Regions from separate parts of the Mus musculus genome. Here all the other regions are linked to region 2. Evidence: chromatin contacts called from public HiChIP or PLAC-seq data. All regions are on one chromosome and are shown on one strand. The core of a region is the stretch at or near the end of the contact, and the rest is flanking DNA. Distances in the headings are between cores, read along the strand shown. Region 1 holds the start of P4hb (prolyl 4-hydroxylase, beta polypeptide). Region 2 overlaps Nploc4 (NPL4 homolog, ubiquitin recognition factor). Region 3 overlaps Gm39486 (a long non-coding RNA gene).

Region 1 (3,434 bases), core at 174-2,673, 170 kb before region 2:
ACAGGCACTAAAGATAGGCAGAGAAAAAACCAAGCACCTAGCCAAGCTGCTGCTAGATTAGGTACTCTTCCAGGGCAAATTCATTCATAGCTCTCCTAGGCCTGCAAAGTCATCCCGTATATACTCGAAGGTTTCCCAGTGAGCTCCGACCAGGATCTGACTCCCTCTCTGCCTACACTGAATGGGTTGGGGCACAAAGGACTTGGTCTTCAAGGGAAGAAACTCACACTAGATAAGAGGAGTTTCTAGTAGGAAAGGTAATACATGCATGTCCTTATTGACAACGTTGCTAAAGAAGCTACTGCCAGGCAGTGATGGCACACATCTTTGATGCCAGCACTCTGAGGAGGCAGAGGTAAATGGATCTCTGAGTCCAAGGCCAGGTTGGTGTCTATCGAGTTCCAGGGCTATACAGGAAAACACTGTCTTGAAAAACTAAAAACAATTAAAAAAAAAAAAACTATCAAAATACAAAACCATATGCCATATTTCTTGTTTTTTATCCATTTCTGAGAGCAGTGTAGTACTAGTCAATCTATATACTTAATATTTGGGTGTTTGCCTTTTCTAATGACCCTTGACAATCAGGATAGTTTTCGTAGTGGGAAGTGAAAAAAGAAGATGCTTCTAGGAGTGAGCTCCCGGGCTGGGCGTGGAGAGCAGGTCGGTTGACAGCCGGGGAGCAGTAAAGAAAGAGAAAGATGGACCGAACACGGACAGGGACTGCTCACAGCTGTAACTACAGCACCCAGTGGGCCGGTGCAGATCTTTTAAGTATTTCCTCGGGTTCCAGGCCAGCCTGTGTACAATGAGTTCCAAGTCACTAAGGGATAGAGACACAAAGTAGAAGATGATTCTGGAAAAGGAAGTCCAACCGAGACAAAATGTGACTCTCGTACGTAATGGAAAGGCTGATTCACAGAAGCCAAACCTTTTTATTATTCAGCCCAACGAACTCAAGAGCCATTTCAACATGTGGTCAGTATAAAGCGGACGGCACGGACTGCTTTCTCCACTTCCCCAGCAGCTTCCGCAGAGGTCTCGGGCACCGAATTCCGAATGGTGGACAGGAGCCTCGGACGACCACGGGGCGCCCGAGAAACGTGCCCGCGGCGTGGGGACACGCCTGGCAGCTACCGCAGCCGAGAAAAGCACAGAACACCGACCCCGAAACTAGGGTCCGTCACCCAAGACCTGGGCAGGGACCGCACGAGCCGCACGCGCACCGGAAGTGGCGTCCCTGGCTTCCTTGAGGAGACTTGGGGGCGGTGCCAGTACGGAAACGCGGTCCAGTCAGAATGCAACACGAGGGGCTTCGGAGGCGCAAGCGTAGCCCCGCCCAGGGGTCCGGGACTCCGCCCACTGCCACGTTCGACGGAGAATCGGGCTGGGTACGCGCATCTCTCCACCAATCAGGAGCCACGAGGCCGGGCAGCGGAAAGCCGCAGCCATTCCAGACGTGTGGAAGGCGTGGGAAAAGTCGCCAGTCAGAAGTCCAGAAAGAGAAAGTTGGCTTTCGCCAGCGAATCAGACGCTGGGGGACATTGGGTTTGTGCGCGCGCGCGCGCGCCGTGGCCAATCCCAGGCAAGAACCGAAAGGCCTCCGGGTCTTTGTCGACTTGGTGGCCCAGCCTTGAGTGGGTGTCCAGTCCCCGCACGGCGAGGGCGGGTCTCTCAGCTCCTTGGCCAATCGGAGGGCGCGGCGGGGCGCATGCGCACGGCGGCTGACGCGCGCAGCGAGGGGGAGGCGTGGGCGCGTCCCCGGCCCAGGATTTATAAAGGCGAGGTCTGGACCGACGCGCGCTCTCGTCGCCTTGGCTGTCCCGGCGGCGCCAACCCAACTGCCCCGCCCGCTGCAGACGTCCGACATGCTGAGCCGTGCTTTGCTGTGCCTAGCCCTGGCCTGGGCGGCTAGGGTGGGCGCCGACGCCCTGGAGGAGGAGGACAACGTCCTGGTGTTGAAGAAGAGCAACTTCGAGGAGGCGCTGGCGGCGCACAAGTACCTGCTGGTGGAGTTCTGTGAGTGCGCCGTGGGCCTGGGCGGGGGGGGAAGGGCCCCTTGTCCACGGACTCCTCCGGGCCGCCCTCTGCGGCACCCAGCACTGTCCTGCGCGGCCGGCCCCTCTTGAGTACGGTGGCCCGTAGCCCTCAGCTTGCCCCACGGAACACGGACTGGCCGGTCCAGAGCTGCACCTCGCGGGTAGCACCTACTGTAAGCTTCTCTGCTTCCAGTTGTCCCAAGAGCATCCTTCCTACCCAAAGTAGAAGTCGTTGTAGTCAGAGCTCATTGAGGGGGACTGCGGGATTGAGAATCAAGAAGGTATCTTTGTGCACGACGTCCACATGGCCAGAACCTTCTGTTAGCTGGGAAAAACAGAGTGGGCTGTGTGAGCAGTTAGCAGTTCCGATAGAGTAGATCAAACGCTCTTTACTATGCCCACCCTACCTGTAACTTGCCGTATACCGGGAAGCAAGCCAGATCTAAGCCTTTACTTCTGCTTACAAGTGTGTGAGCTCCAACACAGCTGCCAGGTTGCCTTGACAGATTGTCACATTCCCATAGTAGAAAGAACAGCTTTGGATAGGCATCTGGACACGTACTTGCTACATATAGTGCTGGCCCAGCAACCTTTTAACTTTTCCTAGATTCTGAGTGGTAAACCCCAGGTATACACTGACCCTGATTGCTGGGGGCAGTACGAAGTTACAAGTCAAGGATGATTTTACAGTGCTGGTGGTCACAGGGCAAAGTAGGGATTGGGGTTGGTTTGTCACTCGTGGCCTCTGTCCTCATATTGCCCAAGAGCACCAGCTATCAGTGCAGTCTCTTGACTGCATTAAGAGGGGTTATCTTGGTATGCTGATAAGGTTTTTATGAAAGGAAGTACAAAGGGAAGAAATAGACCTGGATAGAGGACTACCTTCCAATGTCCTGGTTTCTTTTACAGATGCCCCGTGGTGTGGCCACTGCAAAGCTCTGGCTCCCGAGTATGCCAAAGCTGCCGCAAAACTGAAGGCAGAAGGCTCTGAGATTCGACTAGCAAAGGTGGATGCCACAGAAGAGTCTGACCTGGCTCAGCAGTATGGTGTCCGTGGCTACCCCACAATCAAGTTCTTCAAGAATGGAGACACAGCCTCCCCAAAGGAATATACAGGTGTGACCCTAGAACTGCCCTTTAATAACTGTGTAGGCTTTGGGAGCAAACCCACAGGTGGGGGAAAAAAGGCAGGGAGAGGCCCTGTTCTCAAGTGGGTTCTATATCAACTCTTGCATGTGGGAGCTGGGGAAAGTTCCTCCTTTGGAGTACTTCACAGGAAGTGTCACATCTGTGATGACCTGAGTAGCCTGCTGGCTGAGTTATCTGGTGATTGACCAATGAGGAGGAGGAGGCAAGTGCTTTGCTCAACACACGGGGCTTTGAACTATTGGTGCT
Region 2 (3,346 bases), core at 273-2,772:
CTCCCCCATCCCTTCTTTGTGATGTTTGGGATTGAACTCAGGGCTTCAAACTTGCTGGATATACTGAGCCATGGGGGGTGGGGGTGGGGATATGGTGGAGAGGTAAGGATCTCGTGTCATCCAGGCCAGCCTTAAACTCCCCATCCTCTTTTTTCCACTTTACAAGTACTGGAATTAGAAACATATATCACCAAGCCTGGTTTCTGATGCCTTTTTTAAAAAACAAACAAACAAACAAACAAACAAAAAACCAATGTTGTATTTATAGGTACTACTTACCACTCTCTTCTCACAAGGTTTTCTTTTCCTAATGACCTGTCACACTTAAATGACTGATCTGAACCCATTCCTGGTTTGTAGTGCCCAGAGGAAGCAGTAAGCAGTTGTGCACCCATGCTTGCCTGCATGTCTCCAGCTTTGGTCTCTGCTCTGTACTCTGAGCCACAGAGCTCAGGTATGGTGCCATGTTCTGTGTGTTACCAGATAAGCTGCACAGCTAAACCTGAATGTGCTCATGGCCGGAACTGTGGTCTGCTGAAGACGACAGATAACGGGCAAAGCTCTGAACAGGACAGTGGCAACTGTTTTCTCTGAGGGCTTGGTCACCAGCTGCAGCTGGCCTTCTGTGTATGAAGATGAATGGCTTAGGGGCCAACTTTTACCTTTGTCTTCTACACTTTTTTTATTGTGTTTCTGGGGTCTGGGTCAGATATGTATTTGAAAACCAGATTGACTGAATATCTGTCCTGATTTGTAACTTTAGCAAACTGAAATAATGGTAGGTTTTTTAAAAGTCTTTAGAGCTCTAAAAGAACAATGAGCATTGGCGTTTTCCTTGTGTAGTCCTGATTCTGGGATTACACCTACTTACTTAAGTTATACCCGTTACGTCCTCACCCCCTTAATTTCAGGGTCCAGTGTAACTGGCTGGGTGACTCTGAAATAGCCATTTATATTATCTTTGTCTTTAATGTTTTCTTTTTTAAAAATCATATTTTATTATAAATTACAATATTACAAATATGTAATTTTGTTACAGTCTACCTTTGTGTTTGTGGGCACACATATGACATTGTTTGTGGGCACACATATGACGTATCCTATAGAATGCATGCAGAGGTCCAAGACAATTTGCAGGAGTCAATTCTTTTTTTCATGTGGATTCTAGGGATCCAATTCAGGCAGGCAATAGGTGTCTTACTAACCTGTCTCTCCAGCTCCCTTAATGTTAGGTCTTTATGGATGGTGCTTGGAAAGAGGGATACTCTTCAGGGTTTGTATGTATCTTTAGTGTGGAGAGCTGTGAGTACTCTTGGGGTGCCCATTACTATTGGTCTGGGCAGTGTCCTGGCACTCACAGTATGAGATACTGGAGCACTGACTTGATCGGACCACATAGATTTCTGTAATCTGGAGATGCTGCATGGTTGATCTGCTTGTTAGCATCAGTTTTCTCTTTTCAGTTATTTGGAGAGAGAGAGTAGAGAGGCACATGGGAGCACTGTGGTGCACACATGGAAGTCAGTTCCTCTTTTTTGTGTGGGTTGTAGGTCTCAAATTCAGGCCAGTCTCCAGACTTGTGTGGCTGAGCCTTCTTTTCTTCTTCTTTTTTTTTTTTTTTTTTTTTTTTTTGAGACATTGTCATGAAGCCTAAGTTGACTTTGAACTTGCTCTGTAGTAGAGGATGACCTTGAATTTCTGATCCTCCTGCCTTCATCTCCCAAGGGCATTTACCACTATGCCTGGTTTATGCTGGAGAGTGAATCTAGGGCTCCATTATGCTAGACAAGAACTCTGCAACCCAGCCCCATATAGAGTCTGTTGTTACCCCACACCTGTACTTGCCAACCTCCTGCCTGCAAAGGAATGTGCGGTTACTCCTGACCTCCTTCACTGAGGGGCTAGAGCTGCCAGGATGTGGAACAGTGTCTGTCCTCCCACTTTTGTGTCCAAGCTGAGTCTGAGTCTGTGTGCTCTAACACACACACGCACACACACACAGTTCTGCAGATAGGGCTAGGGCCACCCTCCAGGTTACCCAGCATATTCTTGACTCTTTGCTTACTAGTGTTGGATGATGGGTGATGTGGAATGCTTCTAATTATGTTTCTTTCTTTTTTTTTTTTTTTTTTTTAATGTTTCTGGTAGCTTCTCTTAAAAGGTTTTTTTTTTTTTTTGCAGGTGGTCCTGACAACCAGGTTCACTTTGAAGGGTACCAGGTATCCAATCAGTGCATGGCACTAGTCCGAGATGAGTGTCTTCTACCTTGTAAGGATGCCCCTGAGCTTGGCTATGCTAAGGAGTCCAGCAGTGAGCAGTATGTTCCTGATGTGTTTTATAAGGTAAAGCAGAACAAGAATATTACATATATGTAGGGTGATGTGAGTCTCTTTGCCTCTTGTGGTTTTGCAATAGTTTGGAGTGTGACCTCATCCATTGTATTTTAAAGCTCAGCTGTGGATCAAGGCATCTGTCACATTCTGAAGCTTGTTACTCATGGGTGTGTGTGTGTGTGTGTGTGTGTGTGTGCGCGCGTGTGCGTGTGTGAGTGTGCGCGTGTGTGCGTATGGCATTGTGGGGTATAGACAGAAAAGGAACCAGACATGTTGGGTTTGAACATGTTACATCAGATCTCACTGTGCAGCCTCCTTTGTAAAGATGAGGTATTTGCGCCATTGTTAAGAATTCTGCTTGCTACACGGACCCAATTTTTTGTTGTGAGGCTTCCAAGAAAAAGAACAAATAATGGTAGGAAGGAAATATCATCAAATCAGACAGGCTTACAAGCATCCAGCAGAAACTTGAGTGAGAAGCCTGCTTGATGTGGTCACCTGGAGTTCCGATCAGAATTCCCCAGGCAGAGCAATATTTCCTTACGAGGCTTCCAAGTAAAAGAACAAATAGCAACAGACAAAGATAACATCAACCCAGGTGTTTACAACATCTGTAGAAGCCGATGGAGCTTTCTCTCCACAACTGCTGGACTTTGATCTCTTTCCCACTGTAGGCCTTTTATATCATGGGTGAATACAGTAATCTGGAAGTGACATCCTGCCCCCAAGGTCTTACTCTGGGCCTGTTCTGTTGGCTTCTTCTCCCTGTCACAGAGTTGGAAGCAACACATCACTAAATAGGAGAACTTTAGAAAACACTTTGAGAAAACGTGCTTGGATCTGAAATGGGGTGGGGCAACCCCACTTCCAAAGCCAGTTCTCAGTGAGCTCAAATTTCACAGGACAGTCTATTGATAAAATGTGCATTATAGCTTGACAGGATAAGGGTGTCATTGCTGCTCTGTTACCTACCTGCTGCCCTATCACCTGTTGGTTTGTTTTGTTTTGTTGAG
Region 3 (3,907 bases), core at 77-2,576, 250 kb after region 2:
ACAGGGGATCCAGCAAGCATTCAGAAATCCCTCATAGGGTGGGACTCGTCTGGGGTCCAGTTACCCTGTACCAGGAGGTCATCCCTTCCCTGGAGCTATAGGACTCATGTTTTCTAGATGAGTCCTGACTGGGGCACACTTTTGTAGGAGACAGGAGAACCCTCTGCTCTTTGGTCTGTTGATGGGACAAGCCAAAACTGAGTACAGTGGGTCTCTTGAGGTCTGGAATATAGCTCAGTGTAAAAGTAGGTGTCTAGCACATGCAAAGCCCTTAGGTTGCATCCTAGGTGCCTTGGGGGTGAGGTGGGGGAAAAGGAAGGACCCAGGCCCTGCCTGCCCATACTTCTGGAAGCCCTGAGCAAGGCATGGAGGGCATTGCTACCTCATCCCCGAGAAAGGCTTAGGGGACACTGGTCATTGGTATCCCATCCCTGAGCAAGGTATCAAAGGCTTTGGTCATTGGTATCCCATCCCTGAGCAAGGTATCAAAGGCTTTGGTCATTGGTATTCCATCCCTGGGCAAGGCACGGAGGCTACTGGTCATCTGCACCCTGTCTCTTCTACAATGCAGCATCTCTGCTTCCATGCATGGCCAGAGCCCTTGGTGGAGCCCTCTCCTGGCACTCCTGGGGATGGCGGTGAGTGAATCCAATGTGGTCCCTCTGTCTCTTATCCCAAGTCATCACCTGTGATGCAGTTTGAAGAGTAGGACATCTCAGTTCTGAGTTTTGCGATGGCCTGGCATTCCTGGGTCGCAGGGTTCCTGGGGTAGGTGTGTGGAGAGCTGAGTGCAGGCTGGCTGGACCTCAGGCCTGGTAACTCCACAAGGTCCTAGGCTGAGCTAAGGTGGCCCAGCCGTCCCCAGCTTGCCGTCCTAGTGTGGGAAGACTGAAGCCTGTGCTGGAGGCTGTGTTTCTGGGCCAGGCCTGTCCCTTGCTGAGGGTGTCAGGAGGAGGGTGTGCTTATACTCTGTCCCCTCTGTCCCTCCGTCTCTGAGGCTCTGCCTTTTGTCTAAACAAGATACATGGCATATGGATTTCCGGGGAGGGAGGCTGCGATGGCACCCCTGCTCAGGAGAAGTTGGCAAGGGTCTCTGGGGCAGCCTGTGTGTGCGTGCCCCACTGATGTAGGAGGTACAGACAGAAAGGCTCGATACACTGAGACCAAGCCCGCCTCTTTCTCTCATCTGGAGTTGTAAGAAAAGGAGAAAAAAAAAATGTAGATGAAAGCAGGTTTTCCACCTTGTCGGATTCTCCATGGCTTCCAGTAATTACAGACTAATAATGGAAGGTTCAGGGGACATTTCCTCCTGGTGGCCAAGATTATAATCTGCAGCCTTTGTCTGAGCTGGGGACATTTGCAAAGGTCACACTGTCAGGCTTCTGGGCAGGGGTGGGGGTGGACCACTCAAGCTCAGGCCCCACTTAGAAAAATTCCTGCGTCTGCTGGGACAAGGTGTCCCTGTGACCTCCCTCTCTCTGAGACTAGCAAGGGCTTGCACCTTAAGACCATGAGAGGAGAGGGTATAAGGGCCCAGTTCCCACTTCTCGTGAAGACCTACAAAGCAGTCCCTAAGGCCCTATCGAGGCTTTGCTCTAGGCCAGCGGGATGAAGGGCTGAGTGGTTGAAGGTGTGTTCAGTCTGTACTCTCCTTCCTAAGGCATGGGACACAGTGCGAGACTCCACACGGAAGCAGCCAGAAGTTATGGGAAATCTGCTCAGCTCACAGGTCAGACACAGGTATTGATTGCTACAGGGATGGGAGCTTTGGGATCACAGTGGCCTATGTGGTCTCCAGCACCTCCCTAAGCCTCAGGAAGGACCCACCAGCACAACTGAGGTGGAGGTGGGCTAAGGGAGGAAGGATGCTGGGGACAGCTTGGGGTGGACTGTGTACTGTGCAGGACACCTGCAGGGTCCTAGTGAGGGGACAGCATGGATGGAAATAATGCTGGCTTCTGTGTGGCAAGCAGAGGGGACCCCGTGAGGTGAGGACCACACTGTAGAGAAGCGACCCTGGAGAGGGGTCTGGGCTTATCAGTGCTCACTGCTGTGCAGCGCATGCGAGTTATCAACCTAGAAGGAGAGTTATCTTTGGCTCCTGGCATCAAAGGATCAGTCCATGGCCACTTTGCTTTGTTGCTTTGGCCCTAAGGGGTAAAGTCAATTGTGGTGGGGGTGGGGTCCTGGTAGAGGAAACCTACTCAACCTCACACAGTGAAGCAAGGAGATAAGCTGTGAGACAAAGGGCTCTTCCCTTTTGAGGGCAGACCCACAATGACCTAACTTCCTTACGTTAGTTAGGCTCCACCCCCTGAAGCTTCCTTGCTCCCTGAGAGTCGCTCGCATGACCCACAGTACGTGGATGGTCCTTTGTGGAGTTATCTAAGATCAAGTGTATATGATAGCAATGATAACCCAGACAGAGAGGCAGTGTCACAGGGAGTGGTCATGGATTCTGAAGATGAACTAGCCATGAGTTCCTGATTGGCAGTGAAGCCACAGATGATTCCACAAAGGCTGTGAGAACTTGAAACATTTCCCCTGCTCTCCAGGCAGCAGAGAGGAGGAGAGATAGCTGAGAACTCTTCACAAAAACCACCCCGCCTTTCTGGTTGACTGGGTCAGGTCCTGGTCATAAGAACATACCTGTCCTACCTGGCTGCCTTCATGCTCTTCCCTCTAGTCAGTGGCACATTCATTGGGTTCCCTGCAGACAACATCTGTCTTTCTCCTCCTGAGAAGACCCATTCCTTCCTCCCTCCCTTCCTTCCTTCTTTTCCTTCCTCCCTCCTCCTCCCCTTCTTCCTCTTTCTCCTCCTTTTCTTCCTCCCCCTCCTCTTCCTCTTCCTCTTCTTGGTTTTTTTAAGACAGGATTTCTCTGTGTAGCCCTGGTTTTCTGGAACTTGCTTTGTAGACCAGGCTGACCTGGAACTCATAGAAATCTAGGTGCATCTACCTCCTGAGTACTGGGGTTAAAGGTGTGCACCACCACTGTGTGGCTTTTTCTATGAGGGGATCATCTTGCCCCTGTGTTCTTGTGCTGCTCAGTGAAGGAGCCCGGACTGGTGGGCTCATTCCTTTCTGAGAAGCCATGGTCCTAAGACAACATCCTCCTCAGAATCTGGCAGGAAGGTCTGGTCTCTCCCAGTCTTTGAGGCCCCAGGCCTCATGCTTGGCTCTTTCCCTGCAAATGCTTGCCTCTTGTTCTGCATGGGTCTCTCTGGAAGATTGTGTGGCCGCTGTGAACTTGGCTCCTCTGTCAACTGGCTTTGGGGTTAAGGCTTTGATAGTTGAGGATGAAGCCAAGTTGGGAGGGGGTAAATGCACAGGAAATCTATGAAGGGGCAGGAGGGATGACCATGGTGGTCAGGTGACTTAACAGGACCAGGAATGCTGTGACAGGTGCAGAGGTTGTGAGGCGCATGTGCAGTCATGTGGGTTGGCACCCAAGATGAAGGCATGTGTAGCTGTGTTCAGCTTTTTATGTATACTGGGGATTTGATCTTGAGTCCTCATTTTAGATACAAACTCTCTTACCTGCTAAGACATTTACCCAGCTCTATTTTATATTTATTTATTTTATTAATTAATTTTAGTGCATGTGGGTGTGCGTGTGTGGGCATACATGTGTGGAGATCAGAGGTCAACTTTAAGTGTCGTTCCTCAGGTTGGAGAGATGGTTCAGTGGTAAAGAGCACGGACTGTTCTTCCAGAGGTCCTGAGTTCAATTCCCAGCAACCACATGGTGGGTCACCACCATCTGTAATGGGATCCGAAGCCATCTTCTGGTGTGTGTCTGAAGACAACTACAGTGTACTCATACTCATATACATAAAATAAATAAATCTTTAATTGTCATTCCACAGGATCCATCCACCTTTTTAAAAAATGAAGTAATTTACAC

What was found. HiChIP or PLAC-seq counts read pairs in DNA pulled down with a chosen protein or histone mark.
Region 1: a contact with region 2 is called in an H3K4me3 HiChIP or PLAC-seq map of the 230-238 cell line, with 13 read pairs. The contact joins the promoter of P4hb here to the enhancer-like site in region 2. A contact is called at or near these places in 1 of 39 promoter capture datasets (cranial neural crest), 2 of 484 Hi-C or Micro-C datasets (epiblasts and nephron progenitors), 2 of 115 datasets of contacts at active chromatin or transcription factors (the 230-238 cell line and embryonic stem cells) and 3 of 9 other capture datasets (adipose tissue, embryonic stem cells and pancreatic islet).
Region 3: an H3K4me3 HiChIP or PLAC-seq map of bone marrow-derived macrophages shows a contact between it and region 2, with 2.9 times the contacts expected there. The contact joins two enhancer-like sites. A contact is called at or near these places in 4 of 115 datasets of contacts at active chromatin or transcription factors (astrocytes, bone marrow-derived macrophages, embryonic basal ganglia and 1 more) and 1 of 9 other capture datasets (adipose tissue).

Annotation. Positions count from the first base shown.
Region 1 is chr11:120,571,242-120,574,675 of GRCm38.p6, reverse strand. P4hb (prolyl 4-hydroxylase, beta polypeptide) reads left to right here and starts at 1,423. Exons shown (of 11, transcript NM_011032.3): 1 at 1,423-2,019; 2 at 2,949-3,155. The coding sequence starts at 1,869.
Region 2 is chr11:120,403,202-120,406,547 of GRCm38.p6, reverse strand. Nploc4 (NPL4 homolog, ubiquitin recognition factor) reads left to right here. Exons shown (of 17, transcript NM_001195023.1): 12 at 2,182-2,342. Among named protein-coding and RNA genes, the nearest start is that of Faap100, 26 kb to the right of the region's middle. Within about 2 kb of position 1,522, at least 28 of the 459 cell types and tissues checked have an H3K27ac peak or open chromatin away from gene starts, as enhancers often do. A contact at or near this core is called in the 230-238 cell line and bone marrow-derived macrophages, where this site is marked.
Region 3 is chr11:120,157,385-120,161,291 of GRCm38.p6, reverse strand. Gm39486 (a long non-coding RNA gene) reads left to right here. Exons shown (of 4, transcript XR_003949835.1): 3 at 1,661-1,740; 4 at 3,671-3,702. Among named protein-coding and RNA genes, the nearest start is that of Gm39486, 6.1 kb to the left of the region's middle. Within about 2 kb of position 1,326, at least 85 of the 459 cell types and tissues checked have an H3K27ac peak or open chromatin away from gene starts, as enhancers often do. A contact at or near this core is called in bone marrow-derived macrophages, where this site is marked.